2 separate regions of the Astyanax mexicanus genome follow, and region 1 is linked to region 2. Evidence: chromatin contacts called from public Hi-C data. All regions are on one chromosome and are shown on one strand. Each heading gives the region's core, a stretch centred on a gene start, on an enhancer-like site or on the middle of the called end of the contact. The rest is flanking DNA. Distances are from core to core; before and after follow the strand shown.

What was found. A called contact is a pair of places that touch in the nucleus more often than the background predicts.
Region 1: a Hi-C map of blood shows a contact between it and region 2, with 4 times the contacts expected there. The contact joins the enhancer-like site here to the promoter of f7l in region 2. A contact is called at or near these places in 2 of 3 Hi-C or Micro-C datasets (blood and muscle).

Annotation. Positions count from the first base shown.
Region 1 is chr21:19,394,378-19,399,422 of AstMex3_surface, forward strand. pou2f1a (POU class 2 homeobox 1a) reads right to left here. Exons shown (of 14, transcript XM_049469815.1): 11 at 4,640-4,718; 12 at 3,637-3,931; 13 at 3,200-3,291; 14 at 1-1,724. The coding sequence ends at 1,444. Among protein-coding and RNA genes, the nearest start is that of LOC125785845, 15 kb to the left of the region's middle. Within about 2 kb of position 1,639, the one cell type or tissue checked has an H3K27ac peak away from gene starts, as active enhancers do.
Region 2 is chr21:19,315,969-19,320,988 of AstMex3_surface, forward strand. It overlaps f7l (coagulation factor VII, like), which reads right to left and starts at 2,493. Exons shown (of 8, transcript XM_007254851.3): 1 at 2,375-2,493; 2 at 502-671; 3 at 182-206; 4 at 1-89. The coding sequence starts at 2,456. LOC103045776 reads right to left here. Exons shown (of 9, transcript XM_022674856.2): 9 at 3,019-5,020. The coding sequence ends at 4,969.

The DNA.
Region 1 (5,045 bases), core at 389-2,888, 78 kb after region 2:
ATGTAAACACACTGGTATTTTTTAAATTATGCTTGATAAATATAGATTAATATAATTAATATAACTAACTCATTGCTGTGATCCATTTAAGCTTCCGGGTCTGAAATTTATTGTTTGTGTGTCTAACACTCTCCCTACAACCTTTACTAATTAGAAGCCACATTAGAAGAACACTACACATTTATTCATTTAGTTTTTTATCCCAAACTTTAAAGAAAGCAAATTGATTTTATATTGTCATTAATTAATCTGATTAAATAATTTTTATCAATTAACACCACTTGTACATATCTGTTGTGCGTTAGCAAAAACAACCACACAGCATGTGATTGAACACATGCTTCACCACTGAACCAGCTTTTAGTTCTGCACTACACTCATGTGAAAGGTATGGGAATTTTGTCCAACCTGGAAACAGTAGCTATGAAAGAATACATTTGTGAGGGAAGACAGGATAAATATGTTATTGTGCAAAGCTACATTAATAAAGAAACTGCCTAAATGTTTCTCTTACCTTTTAAAACCAAATTAGTGGAAATGTTACTAATTTTACAGATCTGTTACAGAAAAAACATATGAACACTGTATAAAGTGTCACACTATAAATGTTTCCTGTATTACATTTGTTACTTATATAAATCAGTGCTGTTTACAGACAACCTCCACCCTTGAGTCACTGTCCCATTGATCAAGAGCTAAAAGTAAAATCAGTGTTTGCAGACGATGGTTCAACAGAACAAAGACCACTTGCATTGCTCTTGAAGAGGCGCTGCTTTGAACCAGAGCCTCTGTGTTTTATTTCTAGTTTTTTTTTAAAGCCTTCTAACCGAGTTCATAAAGTGATGCAATAGTCAGAACAATAACAATTTTAAAAAGCCCCGAAACATCCACCAAGACAATAGTTTTCAGTAACATATCTAAATTAAACTATAAAATATATGAAATGATCATGGTTGTAAATCTGAAATATTCTACAATGGACCTAAAAACAAAGAGGCCCAGAAATAAAAGGAACCTTGTACAAAGTGAAATATAAACTCTCTTGTGCTGAGTAATCTCATTTATATAAGGACGTTCAGTTTGTTAACTTATCAAAAAAGTCTTATATTTTTGGTTGAGTGTGTCATTTTTTTTTAAGCTGATTTTTTAAAAGAAAAAAGACCCTCCAACCCATGCAAACAAAATATAAGATAAAGATAATACATCTGCTTCCTCAGCATGTGCCACAAGTAGTACAGCGAGTACAGTCAAAAACGTATTTAGGTCCTAAGACACAATTTGCTAAGAAAGAGAGTCCGCATTGTCCAGAAAAAAGGAAAAATAGTTTCCTGGCACAAGGAGGAGAAGGTTAAAGAATAGATGTAATAATAAAAAGTCTCAATATTTGGTAATAGCACAGGGATTAAATAAAGTCTAAGAAAAGAGAAGGAAGAAGCCAGAAGTTCATTGAGCCTTGGAGGCCACAGTGATGCTTTTGACTGGCAATGCTGTTGCAGCAATAGCGCTCTGGTGCATGCTATTGGTCACCTGTAGGTTTAGAGCCCCACCTGTGACTCCACCTGTTGACAATACACTGGTGGGGAGAAGTGACAGAGTGGAGGGGTTCAGGAAAAGAGGGGTGGTCACCAAGCTGGGACCTGTACCTCCTGCACTCGTGTTGGCAAACAGCATGTTGCCGTTTCCGTCGATGGAGGTGATAGGTAATGTTCCTCCAGACGCCAGTGCTGAAAGAAAAAAATGAACAAATTATCAGTATTGGTATTGGACAGATGATATTTGAAAATTGTTTCCCAAAATGTAATGTTAAGCTAGGTATTTCTAATTTCTACATTTCATACACTCATCATCAAAAACACATTTGCATCTAGAAGAAAGATTACAGTGCTATTCATAAGAAACACTCTACAACGATTACCAGGAACAATAAAGGATTAAAAATTAAGACTGAAAAACTGGGAATTCATCATGGTCAACACCAAAAACACTGGTTTGTTGTTGCATGCCACATGACATATTACCTTTGGTCTTCAATATAGGCACTTTTACAGCCCTATCGTAGCTAAATTTCAACAGGAAAATGCTTGTCCACCAGCGATGTCAGTAACGTGTTACTCTAATCTGACCATTTATAATGGTAATCTAAGCCTTATAACCTAAACCTATGGCTGCTCTTTTTTTTGCTCTTTTTTCGACAATATATATCGCGATATTAAACAATACAGGGCCCATGACGTCACCAGCCCCGACAGCACCCATGTGCTGTCAGCACCGTGGAAAAAAGCAAATCAACAGTAAACTGCCCTTTAATCAGGCATATATATGGCTTTTTAAAAAGTTAAGAAAAGCGATTTTCTGGAATTAAAATGTAAATTCAGCGGTAATTGGAAATATTTGTGCAAAACTGTGCTGGACTGAGGTGCACAGCTTTCGACAAGTGCGTTTACAAGCACGTGTCCAACCATGTGGATAGAGGCCATGCGGTTACCTCGTGTTTACCCCTATTGGTTGTTCACTCTGTCTTGGAGACAAAGTGCTACCTAGTTTCAAAAACACAACGTCAAATGTGAAGCAATGTTTGGAGTCGCAGTGGCACACTTGCAGAACAAATCTCAAAGGTGGAGCAAAGCTTCCAGTAAAGTGAGTTTTAGCAAAACCGTTTTATTACGGCAGCAGTAACTTAAAAGTTATAAACATAACTTACTTAGTTACTTAGTTATAGTTACTTAGTTACTTTTAAAATCAAGTAATCCATAAAGTAACTAAGTAACCTTTAAAGGGGTAATCAGTAATCGGATAACTTTTTCAAAGTAACTATGCCTCACTGTTTTCCACATATGGCTGCCCATATGGCTACTGATATTGCCCATATCAGTATAAAACTTAATATACTGTCCCTGGTAACCTTTGCCGTCCTCCTGAATAGCACTGTGTCCTCCCTTCTGGGTGCAACTATAACTATAACTATAATAAACAAATCAGCAATGGCGACATTAAAACCACATGCCTAATATTGCACAGGTTCTCCCTGATATCACTAAAACTGCCCCACAAAACCAACCTGAATGTTTTGGAGATGTTCTGACAAAGCCTTCTTGTAGCTCCAATACTGACGGTTCTTTTGCTGCCTAATCTATTCAACCTGTTTAACACGTGACAGTATACAATACACAACTAAAAAGCAGGATATACATATACAAACCTTGAATGGTGGCCAGTGTGGAGTTGTTCATTAGTGCTGTTGGATTCAGAGCATTGCCAAGAGCTGCTGGAGCCAAACTCAGTAATGTTCCCCTGGCAGAGACCACATTAATTAACACAAAGCTCAGAATAGACTGCAAATATAAAATGAGTAAATACAAGAAGAAGGTCCTGTGTTTCTGTGCAATTTAACATGAATAAATCATAAATGGCATTTGATCATTGCTAGGCAATATACCAGAGTAAAGACTCGTCACAAACAAACCACTCCAGTTTAAACTTAAATTGATTTATTAAGTATCAAGTAGAACGCTTTTCTATATCCAGATCCATATATAAGTAATATACAGTAAATGTATCAACTATATCTAGGTGATTCATATTGCAAATGCATAAATTGCTCTCACACAGAAAAATGATTGAAGATTCATTACTCACCCTTGCGTTAACTGGGAGGGCGCAATGATTCCTGCTGCTGCTGCCATGGCGGCCAGGTTAGCTCCACCCAGCGCAGCTGGCGTCACCACAAACTGACCTGCACCCTGTGCTGCTGTTGCAATGGTGGCACCAGCCTCAGATGCAGCAACTGCATTCTGCCTAGAACTGCTCAGGGTTACGGCAGTGGCAGAGGTTGTGAGTGATGGTGATGTGATCGTTGAAGCTGGAGTGGCGATAGCTGGTGCCAAAGAAATGACTGACGCTGTGTTTGAGGTGACCGGACCCAGAGTTGTACCTGGAAATAACGGTGGGAAGAATTTTTGTTTCCTATTTTAGTTTAAAAAGTAATGTTTGCAGAAATTTCTTAAAAGTCTCTATTAGTTTGGTACCTGCTAGAATAACAGCATAAACTGGCATGTTTAAAGTGATGGGATATTTCAATTAGGGGTGGGCGATATGGCTCTAAAATAATATCACGATTTTTCAATGTATTTTTGCGATAACGATATACTTGGCGATATAGGAAAACTAAAATAATTCATTCATTTCAGGAATATAGTATAATAGTATAACAGAATAATCATAATGTGGCAAAATAAATATTATAGCATAAAATAATATAATGCAGCAAATAGTATTGCAGAATATTTAGTGCATGCATATAAACTGCAAACTAAAACAATTATACAATAAATACACCTAAAGCTTCACAGTAAATAATAGACTACTTTTAAGACAGAACAGCCCTATTATCACGATATGGATTTTTAATATCATGATATTTCTGTGTCACGATATATTGTATACGATAGAATATTGCCCACCCCTAATTTCAATTAATTTACCACCCATTGTTCACTGTGGGGGGTAATTCCTCCTACACATGTTAAATTTTCACAAAACTTTACTTAATTCAAAAAAGTCATAGTAAAAAATATAAGAAATGCTTAAACACTCGTTAAATTGGAATCCTATGCATCAACAAAGTCAAACAGAAACTTACCAGCGAGAGTGAGGCTGGGAACAGAGGTACCCAGGGGGAATGCAGGGTTTATAGTTAGTGCACTCGATGCAGTGGACACCTGTAAACAGTTAGAACGTAAAACAAGGCGCATCTTGATGCTTATTGCTTTCTTACACCCCGCAAGCAGTCTATGTTCATACCTTCCACCTGTGCTGTTAAAATGGCAACAGACTTTACAAATAGATCTATGCTGATGGGTGTGGTGGTCTAAAAGCGAGGCGTGTTTAGATAAATTTCTGGCATATTGTTATCTTGGTAGTGGAAACACTGGTGCACCAGTGACTGATTAAAACCCTGACAACAGTTAACCGTCAGATATTCATTGCTATCTTCGCAAAGTAGGTGCGCCGCAGGCACCACACACGTATACACCCACCGCTCATTT
Region 2 (5,020 bases), core at 1,243-3,742:
CTTGGGTGGACATATGCAGATGTAATTATTCCCCTGACTGTTACAAGTGGCCCCATTCGCACATGGCTCTGATTTACAGTGGTCCGCCTCTGCAAAAACACATGATTTTGATCAAAGTATGAATCAAGGCAAATACATGGGGAAGAGATTTTAAGGCAGACTTTTCCAGTGACTACCGTACCTGTGTACACCTTCCAAAACGCTTGCTGAAAAACAAAAAAGTTAAAAGATTTGTTGGGCTGTGGACAGTTTTAGTCAGATTTGCAACATCTTGAATGTTGGTCATTATTTAGATGTATTAGTACACAAATGTTGGTTCAGTTCACATCACAGTTCGGTATGAGTAAGGTACACAATTACAGTTACCATAGCAATACTCCTAAACTCAATAAAGTTCCCACAATACAAGGCAAATCCAATGGCTTCCACATTTATATTGGCATACAATTTCTATTACACCTATATGGACCCTGTTGTGGTGTTTAATTAAGCTATGTCTACCAGTTGCTCAGGCACAGTGATGATCTCTCTGGCCTCCTCATAGGAACATTTCTCCTCCAGACACTCCCTCTCCAGATTCCCAATTTTCAGCTCCTCCAGGAATGAGTTAGCACGTCGGAAGCGATGCAGAAACACCTGGTTAGCTTCAGTCCTACTGAGGAAAACTGGAGCTGACAGGTGTGGTACCCATGAAAATGAATAAAAAAGGTTAGGGTTAGTTCATGCGTTGGGGAGATGTGTGTTTCTGCTCTCACTCCTTCTCTCACTCCAATGATGGTCTTCATCTCAAAGTGACCAGCTTTGCAAAACATCTTTGACTGAGTCATAGGGCCCTATCTTAAACCCTCAAGGGCACATTGCTATCTTACACCTTGTCAACAGTCTATTTTCACACCTTGCGGCCTTAAAATAGTATATCTATAGTGATGCCTATAGATGCAGTGTCTAATAAGACCATACCTGTCAAGTCTCCCGTTTTGGCCGGGAAATTACCGTATTTTACTCCTCTTTCCCGCCGTCCTCCTGTATTAGTATTTTCCCGTAAATTTCCGTATTTTATTAAAATAATAAAATATATATTATTGAGGACACAGGGCACTGACCGCTCTGTGTCTCTTTACCAATCGTGGAGCCAGTTCAAGGAGAAAGTCCCGCCTTTCAGGAGAAACAGCCAATCAGCTTGCAAAGGAGGGTCAGTGTGGGGAAGCCCCCCGTCGCGGTGAGTTCAGGGAGCTAGTCGGAGCAGCTGATGTTAAAACATATCTGGATATTCAGCGATTTTTCTTAAAGAAAGGTAACGGTAGGCTAATCATGGAAACTGTGATGAGATTTTTCTGATAGCTGCTTAAAAATACTCGTCTCCGAAATAAAACACACAGATTAAACCTTTAAAAAAAAAAAAAATACAGCTTGTGAGAGGACCGAAATTATCTGAACTGATCAGGGGTGGAGTGATCAAAAGAAAGAAGTATTAATTAAAAGTTATTAATTGTGTAGGCCCCTTAGGACTAATTTTTACTGATGGAATATATCTGGTCCATGTCCTTTTAGTAAAAGCTCATGATACTATTTTTAGGTCACCAACAGTCATTTTGCAGAATTTGCGGACACTTTGTTAAATTTTAAATCCATTAAATAAATAAAAAATATATCATATAAAAGAGTGCATTTATGCCAAAAAAGACATGAAATCTTAACTTTTTTTAATATCTAGAAAAGGGTTTTTAATTTGGCTGTATTAAAAGAATGACATATGTAGGAATGTCCACAACATTTCAGATTCTGATAATCTAATTGTACTGTGAAGGTGGTTTACATGTGTCTTAAAATGTAAGGGATACTGAACCTTTGTTGGGCTGGTGGGACGGCTTTAAGCGGACAGAGGAAAATATCCCTTATTTTTAAATCTAAAACTTGACAGGTATGAATAAGACTAATAGTACACATATCTGCCCAAGACATAACTGCATACTATGCAATCTGCTCTATTACTTTGTCAGTTAACACATAATACAAGTCCTGTGTGTTGGCATTGAAAAAATAACAGTATAAAATATAAAATGTCAAATAAGCTTTTGTGTATTTCAGTTAGATGGATTTGTTGTGTTTTAGACATTACATACATTTAAAATTCATTTTAATGTGTTTACATTATTCAGTTTGTGACAGAAGTGTTTGAAATATGCAGATTTAGTACATTTTCCTCATTTCTGCCATTGAGACAGCAGAGGGAAAGACTCAGCTGTTTAAACCTGACTAACAGACATAGACAAATAAAAATTCCTAATAACAACTAGAGGCTAATTGTGGTTTAGACTTGGTGTTATTTTCCTACTATCATGTATGTGTTCATTTAACAGATGGTACAGCTTACCCGCTGGATGCCCCAAGCAGGCCGGGACACTGAGCAGTGTGATTAAAAAGCACAGCTTCATTCCGCATGGGCTCGACTCCATTATGTTGTGCTTTGTACTCAACAGGTTCTGATCAAAGTTCAGTTCTGTGCTTCTCTCAGACCTATGGGGTGAACACCAAAAGGGGGGTGGTCTGTGGACTACATGGCACACTAGTACTGGAGCTTAAACAATAAGAAAGAAAAAAACCTTTTGATTCAGCAGTAGGTGGTGCTATTTCCTTGTGCAGCAACAGCAATACAGTCAGTGATATTTCATTTTATCCTCCCTTAAAACAAAGAAACACTGTGCAAAGGTACAAAATCTAAGATCCTATAATTTTTACCTTTTTTAAGGTCTCAGGCCTCATAGTCTTTAGATTTAGAAATAAAAACAATAAAAAACAATATGATTACTGAAAAACACTTTATTTACTCATTTGTTCATTTACAGTAACATGAATTGTAAATGTTGCATGCTGCTCTATATAATGTCAATGTAATGTCATGCTCGGAGGTAAAAAAAAAAAAAAAAAAAAAAATATATATATATATATATATATATATATATATATATATATATATATATATACATATATAATATAAATTATTAACAACATGTAGCATTTAACCTTAAAACAACACCTTTAAAATCATTAAGATGCTCCATTAACCTGCAACATAGGAAGAATAGCGTTGCTGTCCTTGCTACTTCAGGTCCAGAATGTTGCTATCTATACTGTAACTCAGTAACTGTGCATTTTTATTTATGCACAATTCTATAATATTACTCTACTACCTCAGTCCACATGATTATTTCACTTCCAGTGACTATTTTGTAAATCTCAGCCTGTCCAGAAATGCACATGTAAAGTGTGTCCATTAGGAGTGTCTGAAGCACAAATACACTTCTCAATTATAAAGCAATTCAAAGCAGTTATACAATGTTGCCTACACATGTATCTAATCTGTATCTGAATAAATAAATGAATACTAGGCCCAAGGTAATAACATCTTCATAAGGAGAAATCTAAACTACAGTGACACAAGGATTCAGGCACAGAAATGCCAATTCCTTTAGTGTATTTATTTTTGATTTATTATGTGTATTTAACAGTTACAACAGGTACAGCATAATGTGTCATTTTAAAATTGTTCTCACAATTAACAAAATTCAGAATAGCTGGTAAATGTAATATAAAATTAACAAAGGTAAATAAAAATACAAATAAAAAGTGACCAGAACTGTATATCTTATACAAAAAGATAACATATAAAATAATCTAATCATCACTAGTTATATGCATATGATTCAAAAACAACCTTTCAGAATGATGTCGGCAATGACCTAATATGTATTTGTCACACATTAATGCAAAGCATGTTACATTTTGTCTTAGTGGAGAAGACCAACAAATCCACTGATAAACTATTCACCATATTTTTTGCACAATAAGGTGCACTTAAAATCCTTTAATTTTCCCAAAAATCGTCAGTGCGCCTTATGTACGAAATTTACCAGTCAGGTTGTAAGGAGCAATACATCCACTCCGCTGAAGTGCAGGAGTTTCAGTTTAGTTCTCCAGCACGGGACTGGAGCAGTATTAGCATTAGCCGCTAACCGCAGTGCTAGCTCTTTTGCTGTTCAGAGAAGAGAATTTTGGTCTGTAGTCTGCATGTTTACCGTGCTAAAACAAGCTACATAGGACGAACTGCTAGCTAATAGCAACCTTCTTCTGCTAACTGCACAACAATATTAGAAATCTAAGTTTACTGTAAAGAAACAAAAGTGAAATCTGTGTAGGTTAACATCCAGCACTTTCCAGCATGTTTGTTTACTTAGTACATGTTTGTTTACTTAGAAATTTACAGGCACTTTGACAGCTGGACCGAGAAAGGACAATCAGAACAAGCAACAAAGTTATGGCCACCTAATGATCCACAGAGACAGACATGATCTCACAACGTTTGTTCAAAAATATTTGTGTAAAAGATCAAAATAATCCTGAATTTAAGAGGGGAAGTTTAAAGAGTGGAAAGTTGTCCCGTATTGCTTTTCTGCTCATGCTCACTGAAGAACTTGGAAAAGTCGTGTGTAGATTACTCAATTGTACTTATTTACAGAAGTCTTTCATACAAAATTACAAATTTAAATTATTAGGATTTTATGAAAAAAGTACAGTTCACTTATGTTAAAAGTAGGCACATCATTTATAATATTTATAACTGTATAAATAATAAAATTATAGAAGTGCTACACAAAAGAATAAGGCATGAGAAAATAGTGTGTTCCACATTTTAGGTTTTATGCTACTGTGTGCATTACACCAACACTAATTTGACTTATCATTACCAATAGTTCAATAAACTACAAAACTATCAAAAAATTTTTTTTGAAGCTTCTCCCTTCATATGGTTGGTTTTATATTCTGTAGCAAGGAGAGGATTGATTTGTAAACTGAAGGTGGCACAGTGGAGGTTAGAAACCACACATCCTCGTGGGCACCGTTTCCTGTGTAACTGGTATAAAACTGAGAATGCATGCACAAACACGGAGAGACCTTTAGCATCAGCCATTATTGCAGATTCTTCAAGGTAACAGGAATTTGCTCCTTTGCTGTCCTTAGC